Linked DNA regions of Danio rerio: region 1 is linked to region 2. A link is a contact called in public Hi-C data. All regions are on one chromosome and are shown on one strand. Each heading gives the region's core, a stretch centred on a gene start, on an enhancer-like site or on the middle of the called end of the contact. The rest is flanking DNA. Distances are from core to core; before and after follow the strand shown. Region 1 holds the start of itprid2 (ITPR interacting domain containing 2). Region 2 overlaps cerkl (CERK like autophagy regulator).

The links. A called contact is a pair of places that touch in the nucleus more often than the background predicts.
Region 1: a Hi-C map of embryo shows a contact between it and region 2, with 3 times the contacts expected there. The contact joins the promoter of itprid2 here to the enhancer-like site in region 2. A contact is called at or near these places in 7 of 18 Hi-C or Micro-C datasets (caudal fin, embryo, hematopoietic stem cells and 2 more) and 2 of 4 datasets of contacts at active chromatin or transcription factors (caudal fin and embryo).

Annotation. Positions count from the first base shown.
Region 1 is chr9:46,044,007-46,048,471 of GRCz12tu, forward strand. itprid2 (ITPR interacting domain containing 2) reads left to right here and starts at 1,807. Exons shown (of 19, transcript XM_073913157.1): 1 at 1,807-1,903.
Region 2 is chr9:45,836,388-45,841,105 of GRCz12tu, forward strand. It overlaps cerkl (CERK like autophagy regulator), which reads right to left. Exons shown (of 13, transcript NM_001089474.1): 12 at 1,700-1,899. Among named protein-coding and RNA genes, the nearest start is that of itga4, 120 kb to the left of the region's middle. Within about 2 kb of position 1,819, at least 4 of the 62 cell types and tissues checked have an H3K27ac peak or open chromatin away from gene starts, as enhancers often do.

The DNA.
Region 1 (4,465 bases), core at 557-3,056, 210 kb after region 2:
AAAAAACAAGGCTTATTTTATTGTCACACATTCATGTTCCCTCACAGATTTCAAAGGAAAGCCTTAGTTGCAGAAGGCATGCATAAGAAAACATCAGTGCTGAAGTTGTCAGGAAATATATTGATACTATAGATGTGCGACTGTAAATGTGGGAAAGGTGAATATAACATAATACTAAAGTTAAAAGTAGATAAAAACAGTTCAAAATAACTCTATATGTTGTTCTCAAAGCAACCGTGTGTATGTAAATTATGAAATAAAGTCATGTTTTAGAATGATATATTTTAAATATTTGTATATAGTTTACGAGACCCCCCTATTTTCCCTAAATTTCTGTTTAACGAAGAGCAGATTTTTTTCAATACATTTCTAAACATAATAATAACTAATTACTAATAACTGATTTATTTTATCTTTGCCATGATGACAGTAAATAATATTTTACTAGATATTTTTCAAGACACTTCTATACAGCTTAACATGACATTTAAAGGCTTAACTAGGTTAATTGGGTTAACTAGGCAGGTTAGAATAATAAGGCAAGTTATTGCATAAGGATGGTTTGCCCTGTAGACAGTCGGGAAAAAAAACAGTTTAAAGGGGCTAATAATTGTGTCCTTAAAATAGTGTTTAAAAAATTTAAAACTGCTTTTATTCTACACAAAACAAAACAAATAAGACTTCCTCCAGAAGAAAAAATATTATCAGACATACTGTGAAAATTTCCTTGCTCTATTAAACATCATTTTGGGAAATATTTAAAAAATAAAAAAATAAAAAATCAAACGGGGGCTAATAATTCTGACTTCAACTATTTTAAAAATATATGATTTTGTTTATATTTTTTCTATGTAATATAATTGCTTTTAGTTTTAGTCTGTAAATATATGACATTTTTTCAAATTTTGATTTATTAATTTGGTATATAGAATGAAAAATTGTCATGTTTTTATTTATTTTACACGATTTTATTTATTCATTTCAACACGATAACAATGGTATTTTCTTCAGACTAAACATATTTTATAAAATAATTTTTTAATCACAGCAAATTAAAACATTAGTTATGCTTGCTGACATGTTGTCATTAGTAAAATGTATTTATTATTATTAAAGTTTATTTTGCCAGTTTTCTACATGAGAAAAATATGATTGAAGCATAATTCAGAAACAAATTAAATAAATAATATTATAATATTTAAAATATTTCTTTTAGTTTGTAAACTATCTGTAAACTACGGCGTTCCTTTCAATTTTAACATAACAATCTTGTCATGTTTTCAAATGTTTACCAATGTTCTTTACTTCAGATTAAAAGAAATAATAAATAAAATAACCCTGATTTATAATCACAATCAAATCACGTGCTCCTCTCGAGATTAGTTTGTGAAAATTCACTTAAAATAAGATTTTATTATTATTAAAGTAATTTTAAATTTTAAATAAATAGAAACAACAATAATGCGTATTTAGATCAAGAATCATTTAAAGACAACACTATCTATCTATCTATCTATCTATCTATCTATCTATCTATCTATCTATCTATCTATCTATCTATCTATCTATCTATCTATCTATCTATCTATCTGTCTGTCTGTCTGTCTGTCTGTCTGTCTGTCTGTTGTAACTGTAATAACTGTACTGTATTTTTGGTTTTGATCTATAGTTTTAAAGTCATTGGTTTGGATGAGGTAGGGATGGTGTACTGCTTATCTTCTTCCAGCAGGTTTCAGGCCAGGCGTATTTTTGGGCTTCGTCTCGCCCATCTCGATACTTTTTTCCGGAAGCGGAAGCGTTGCACTTGAAGTTTTGGAATAGTTTTGGCAGATGATTCAGTGCACAGATACTTCTATATCAGCGCGCGATCATCATCATCATCATCACGTCCAGTCGAGACATGGTAAGTTTGGCTTTTCAGCTTTTTTTTTTTTTTGCTTTGTTTTATCTTCTGCTACAGTTACTTTCGCTGTTTGTTTTCTAATCTCGCGATGGGCTGAAGCTGTTTTACGCGGAGATGCTCACTGAAATACTGTTCGTGCTGATTTAAATGCGCAACAGCCTATGGTGTTTTTAAGCACGCGCTCATTTCTCAAGTGTATTTACAGAGTCTAATAGAGTTGTTTAGCATGCGCGCGTGATTGAGAGAGTAAATTAGTATTTATATTTTGTAAAAGGTAAAGTGAAGAGAACTTTTACGCGGTGATGGATGATCCTCTGGACTATGTAACAAAGTTTTGCAACTAATCGGATGACTTTAATATGACAAACTGATGATGTGTCTGATTACTAATGATGATGATGGTTATGATAATTGTGCCATGGCCATGTCACCTGCTGTTTGTGCCTGGAAAGCGATCAAATGTGAAGTTTATAGCCTCATTAAAAAGCCTTAGTGATGTGCTTGAACTTTAGTGATGTTCATTGGAATGATAATAACACTGATAGTATCCCAGTCTTTGAATTCTTGATGCATTACTAATCAAGCGAGCGGAATAAAAGAAAGCATGAAGAGCTTAATTCAGCGCCACCCAAAGCTCTCATCTGAAGTGGAAGAAGTGTTTAAAGGCCTTTGTGTTTTCTTGATCACTTAAGATGACACTTATATCCGAAAAGAAATGTCTGACTGGAGATTTTGCTGTAGTTTAATTGTGTTCTCAACCTGAACACTTGTCGTCGGAGCACCTAGCGTCTGTCATATGGGCAAAGCCAAATCAGTTGTAGTAAAATGGTAAAAATAACTATATAGTCTTACAAGATGTCTATAAAAGGGCTTGATGCAAATTATGTGCAAACAAACATGCACAAAACTACTATAATGACATCTACTACGTCGGAGAGTTTGTGTAAATCTTATGCAAGTGTGCTGATGGCTATACAACTATATGGACTTTTAAGGTAAGCAGCTAGCCTAGCAAGCAGCCAGTTCTATTCTGAGAGGATAAATAACAAAGCTTTATTATTATTTTATTAAATTTATTTCTACATATCTAATGCACATCAGTTATGGTTATCTCTGTCAGTTCCTATTAAGTGTAGCTGCTTCATATTTGATACAGAGTAGAGTACATTACAGTACATAGCCTGATTGTTGTTTAACCATATATGAGCAGTTCCATGCAAATGTCAACCTTGCCATGAAAAAAAAAGTTTTCGCCAAAATACCGAAATTGTTTCTACGTTTTGTGTGTGTGTGTGTGTGTGTGTGTGTGTGTGTGTGTGTGTGTGTGTGTGTGTGTGTGTGTGTAAGCAAGTATTTTACATGCTCAAAAGTATCTCTGTCAATGTTTTTAAACAATTTTTTTGATTTATCAGTCACACAAGTGGCAAATTTACATCGGTCATATCTATAACGGAGAGATGTCTCATCCTTAATGAAATTATTTTCTCATAAATGCAAAAATATGAAATCAAATAAATTATTTTTTGTTCTATAGAGAGCCAACACTCATCCTGTTGATATGCATTATTTATTTATTTATTTATTTTTGAGGTTGTGCTGTTTAATTCACAGAATTTCTACAAAGTATGCAGACTTGAAGACTTTTTTGTTCACGTTCACAACGCATGTATATTTCCCTCATTTAAAGTACAAAACATGTTTACAGATTGATAATTTTCTGATCCCATAACTCTGTTCAGTTGTTCTGGAAAATATAAACATATATGTCAATATAATGTTAACGTATACTTTCTATGTGCATTTTTGTTTGAGTTTTAACTGCAGATATCACATCCATTATGCTGGAATTGCTCATAAACCTATTTCTTTCTGTTTTAACCAAACTGTAATGTTTCAGGCGTTTGATCTCGCATTTATGTATGATATGTTGTATAACTCTGAGTTATGTAACTGAAGTGAAAGCACAGACGCTCTTTATCATGAGTTAATATGGATTAGTTTAATTGTTATAAACTAATTGTTGGATTAACCATGGATCTGTATGGTTTCTTTTAAAGTAATAGTTTAATGTGGCATGGATGGATTTAAATCATTTAAACTACCAGTAAAGACATTTGTCATGTTAAACATTTAAAATTATGATAAAAAAATATTTCTATACATCTAAAATATTTATTAGCATAATTTGATGACTGTAAGTGATCTCTGAATGATCATGTGACACTGAAGACTGAAATCATAATGAAAATTCAGATTTAAATAATGGGAATTGTAGTTTAAAATACATATCTACATAATATGAAGAGTTGAGATGCAAAAACCTCTAAATGCCATTTAATATTTACTTTTAAAATTAGCATTTTTCTCAGACTCCTGTGTGTATGTAGTTTTACTTTTATGATGATGAAAATGTTTTTTTCATCGCCTTAACAGTGAAACAACTGAACATAAACAAATAGGCTGAAAAAAAATGCTTATTTTAGGATAAAATTTTAGACTGCATTTAGAGTTTTTTTGCATCTGAACTCTTCATATAGATAATATTGGATATTTATTTGAAAT
Region 2 (4,718 bases), core at 569-3,068:
CAATAGTACAGCACAGTACTTGCATGCAATGCGTAAACATTTCATTATTTACTCAGAATCTCCTAATAATCTGTGTTTAGTAAGATGAGATGTAAATGCTTAATTTGATTATAAAAACACATCTTAATCAAGGGCTCCTTTCAATTTTGGAGTGCAGTAGCCCTATGAAAACAATCTAAAATCACATGTGATAAATTTACCTTAGCATAATTTCTCTAATTCGAATGATTTCGCTAATGTTAAAGAGTTTATTTGCATTATTTAGAGTTTACTTTATGTATCAGATGTGATATATAGGCTTTAGGGTAGAGTTTCTCAATGGTTCTTTATGTACAAAATGCATATAATTTTGTGTGTGGATCTTCATGAAAAATAGCTGCATATATTTGAGAAAATTCAATGCAAAATCAGCCATTTTAGGCTGCAAAATTCAGTCTCTCCAATAATTCTTGAGATTTATTGAGAAAAGCAGTTGCAAAAAAAAAAAAAAAAAAAAAAAAAGCTTTTCTTACTTTTTATTTTACTTTACTTAGAGTTGTTGGTCTTGTTTCTAGTCCAAATGTCCAAAAAAAATAAATAAATAAATAAAAATTTAAATCAATAAGACTTTTTTAGAAAAAAAAATGTTTTCAGAAATAATCAAATTATGTTTTTTTCTTTAAAGGGCAATGAAACCCCTTTCTTTCAGTTTAAGTCTACCTCAGAAATGTTTCAAAAAAATGTTGCGAGATGGGCGTGGAGTGCTGCAAGCTGAGGGAGGAGTGGGCGTGGCTGACAGTGCAGGGGAAAAATACTGGAGCGAACAGCTGTTGTCAGTTGGCTCACAAATTGAGACACAAAACGTGAGGAGACCCATGATTTTATAGTTTACAAAGCTAAAATGCAAGTAAACATACAGTAAGTAATTTAATGCCCTGCTACGTTTGTTATTCAAAATTTCATATACACATAACCACAACTTGTTCTATCATTATGAAGATAATCGTTTATATACACTATAAACACTACAAATGAGGAGGACTTCTCTCCTCCTCAATCCCCGGGTCTGAATGCAGACACAGTTAATAGTAGTGCAGCAGGTACTAGGTGGATAGTCTTGCCCTATCTATTCTAACCATTAACGTTGCTGGTAATCTGGAGGATTTTAAACATAGGCGAACACTGTAGTACGGATATAGGCGATGTGTCTGAATGGTAATAACCTCAACTGATAAAAGACAAAGTTCGTCATTCACCAGTTCTCGTACATCTCTCCTGACAAAATTGCTTCAAACCAACAGCTTTGCTTTGCTTTAAAACAAATCTTTGCAAGATTTGTTTTATATTTGGACTAGAAACAAGACAAAAGCTCTAAGATAACCATTTTTGCAGTAAAAATGATTCATTTTTAAGCTGCAAATGTTTAAAAAATAGTCCTGGAGGGCCTGAGAAATCTATAATTATCTTTTAAAGCCTGGAGGATTGTGTTATGCTAATAAATAGGAATACGTCTCATTCAATAGACAGTTGAAAAGTTCTGATTCTGTCTGTGAAATATCTCTACGGTGGTTTTGTCCTTTATGATTTTGCTATGTGCATGTTTGAAGCCTCTTGCAGTTGTGTGTTGAGTGAATTTGCTGTGATTAATCGTCAGTCTTGTAGTCTGTCCTGACTGTGCTCTCTGTGTATGTGTGTCTGCTGTTTGACTGGAGCGTCTGACCTGATGAGGAGCTCAGACGGGACGTCCAGCAGATCTCCGTCGATGTTCCAGGGGTACGTCCCTTCAGAGGAGATGATGGGTGTGTTTTTAGAATCGCTCTCCTCGTTCTCCTCTGAGACGTCATCAGTCCAGCTGCTCTGAGAGCTCGGCCGAAGTCTGACCGCCTTCACACTGTGAGTTTCAATGAAGGAGAAGCCAAACTGCAGGAGGACAAACAGTGCAGTAAACTGTTAGCAAAAACACTAGCTGTATTTTTATCTGCGTTCTGCAGTTCTGTCTGTCTGTATTCTGCTGATATCCATCCATCCATCGTCTGTATATACTCTGCTTATCTATCTATCTATCTATCTATCTATCTATCTATCTATCTATCTATCTATCTATCTATCTATCTATCTATCTATCTATCTATCTATCTATCTATCTATCTATCTATCTATCTATCTATCTATCTATCTATCTATCTGTCTGTCTGTCTGTCTGTCTGTCTGTCTGTCTGTCTGTCTGTCTGTCTATCTATCTACCTGTCTGTCTGTCAACCTACCTACCTGCCTTTATATCTATCTATCTATCTATCTATCTATCTATCTATCTATCTATCTATCTATCTATCTATCTATCTATCTATCTATCTATCTATCTACCTGTCTGTCTGTCTGTCTGTCTGTCTGTCTGTCTGTCTGTCTGTCTGTCTGTCTGTCTGTCAACCTGTCTGTCTGTCAACCTACCTATCTATCTATCTATCTATCTATCTATCTATCTATCTATCTATCTATCTATCTATCTATCTATCCATCCATCCATCCATCCATCCATCCATCCATCCATCCATCCATCCATCCATCCATCCATCCATCCATCCATCCATCCATCCATCCATCCATCCATCCATCCATCCATCCATCCATCCATGCTTTATCTATCTGTCTGTCATTCTCAGTGTCATAAATCATCTTATTTTTTTCTATAATTTGTTATAATTTATCTAGGCCTGTCATTTATTGTTCTCTTATTTTTTAACCACCATTCCATCATTCTCTCTGTCTATCATCCTCTAATCATCATTCTCTCTATCCGATCTGTGTGTTTTTTGTTCAAATGTATGTCTCTCTCTTTCTCTTTATTTCTATTAATTGTTCTATGGTTTGTTACTGTAAATCTTGTTATTATCTTATGTTTCAGAATGTATTTCCTGTCTGGGCTTTTGTAATGCTTTCCCTGCAGCTGTTTTGCTCTATTCACTAACATCTGCCATGTTTCAGGTTGTAGTTTAATGCAAGACCACAAGGAGGCAGTGATGAACAACTGATCCTCAACTGTCCATCTCAGTCGTGTGATTGTTTGTGTGTTTGAGTTTGACCTGGCATGAACCTGGACACAAAATCAGGCCACAATTCCTTTTATTCTAATAACCAGGTACCTCATCAAATAAAACAAATGGCTCATCGTTCATTATAATACTTCACAGCACAGATATTATGTAAGAATCATTTGCATTATAATTTAAATTATAACTAAATGTAAAGTAAAAGTCATTTTATGTATAGCATAAGCATTTTGATTATGACCAAAATCCTCAAGGTGTTAAGTTTGACCCAGGAAATGTGCATCAGCTGCGTGATTTTTTTCCTCCTGCTCTCTGCATTTATGGCGTGATGAGTACAAATTTATTTGACTATAAATCTCATTGTAACTGGTCTTTAAGAGGTTAAGTATATAAAAGATGTCCTGGCCATCACACTGAAATTGATAATAGTCAATTTTGTACACAAAATGTATCCTATACTAAGATTTTTTAAACGACTTTTAAATAAACAAAATATTATATAAACAAAATTTAGATTACTATGATAATAATTTAGATTTTTTTAATGCTCATACTACAATATTTGCTTAATGTTTTACATTTTATTAAACTTTTTGTTTGTTGTGTTTGTTTTACAGTACCATAGTATATTAAAAATTCTAAAATTATTTTTATATTTCCAATGCTGCATTTTTTTGAACATATAATTCTCAATACTCTTTAAAGACATAATTCACATACTTCTCAAATCCTCATTACTGTAATATATCTTAGAGTAAAAATCTGCAGTTTTTACTGTACATCTACAACACTGAGTTTTGTTCCCTTTTTTGAGTTTAAACCTCATTTTAAGGACTCTGCTAATAATTTTTTCTGATTTTAATAACAAATTGGACTTAACTCAGTATATAGGGACTCATAAACCAGTGCTACTAAACATATACCTGTAAATTTACATATTATTTTTAGGTTCACCTTACAGAAATAAGACTTCTAAAAGCCTTGTTTGCAATGAGAGAGAAACTATTTATATATATATATATATATATATATATATATATATATATATATATATATATATATATATATATATATATATATATACAAATTATATTACAAAATTTCTATTGTTCTAATATATATATTACAAAATGTACTAGTTTGAAACTTTTGTCATCCCAGGCTCATTAGAAATATGTGCCCAAGCATACATTTTTTAGAACCAACAAATATGTACCCTGAACCACACCTGCTTGCAGTTTTTGTTTTCACAAATCCACTAGGGGACACGGTGTACATTTTTGATAATCTCAAATAATTTACTGGGGCACATTTTCTCATGCATGCCATTGGTAATAAACACTTCAGAAGGTGCTGTGTAATTTTGTTTCCATATTAACATTCTTCTCATGCACATAAGTGAGAGAAGCTGGTTGGATAGTCATCGTGCATAATATATCAGCTTGATATAGACCTCCCTAAACCTGACCAAAAGTGTTTCAAAAGCAAACTAGAATGAGATTTCATTCTAGCATCCATGTGCTTCTACTATGACCTCACACTGCTTTTTTGGGTTTAGTTTTTTCTAGTTTCTGGAACCACCCTTCGTCAAACTCCTGGAACAGTGAACCATTCAGAGTGAGCCAGAAAAGCCATCCATATGGAAGTAAGCAGTCTTGCCCTATAGTGTTTGATTTACACTAAAAATGCAGC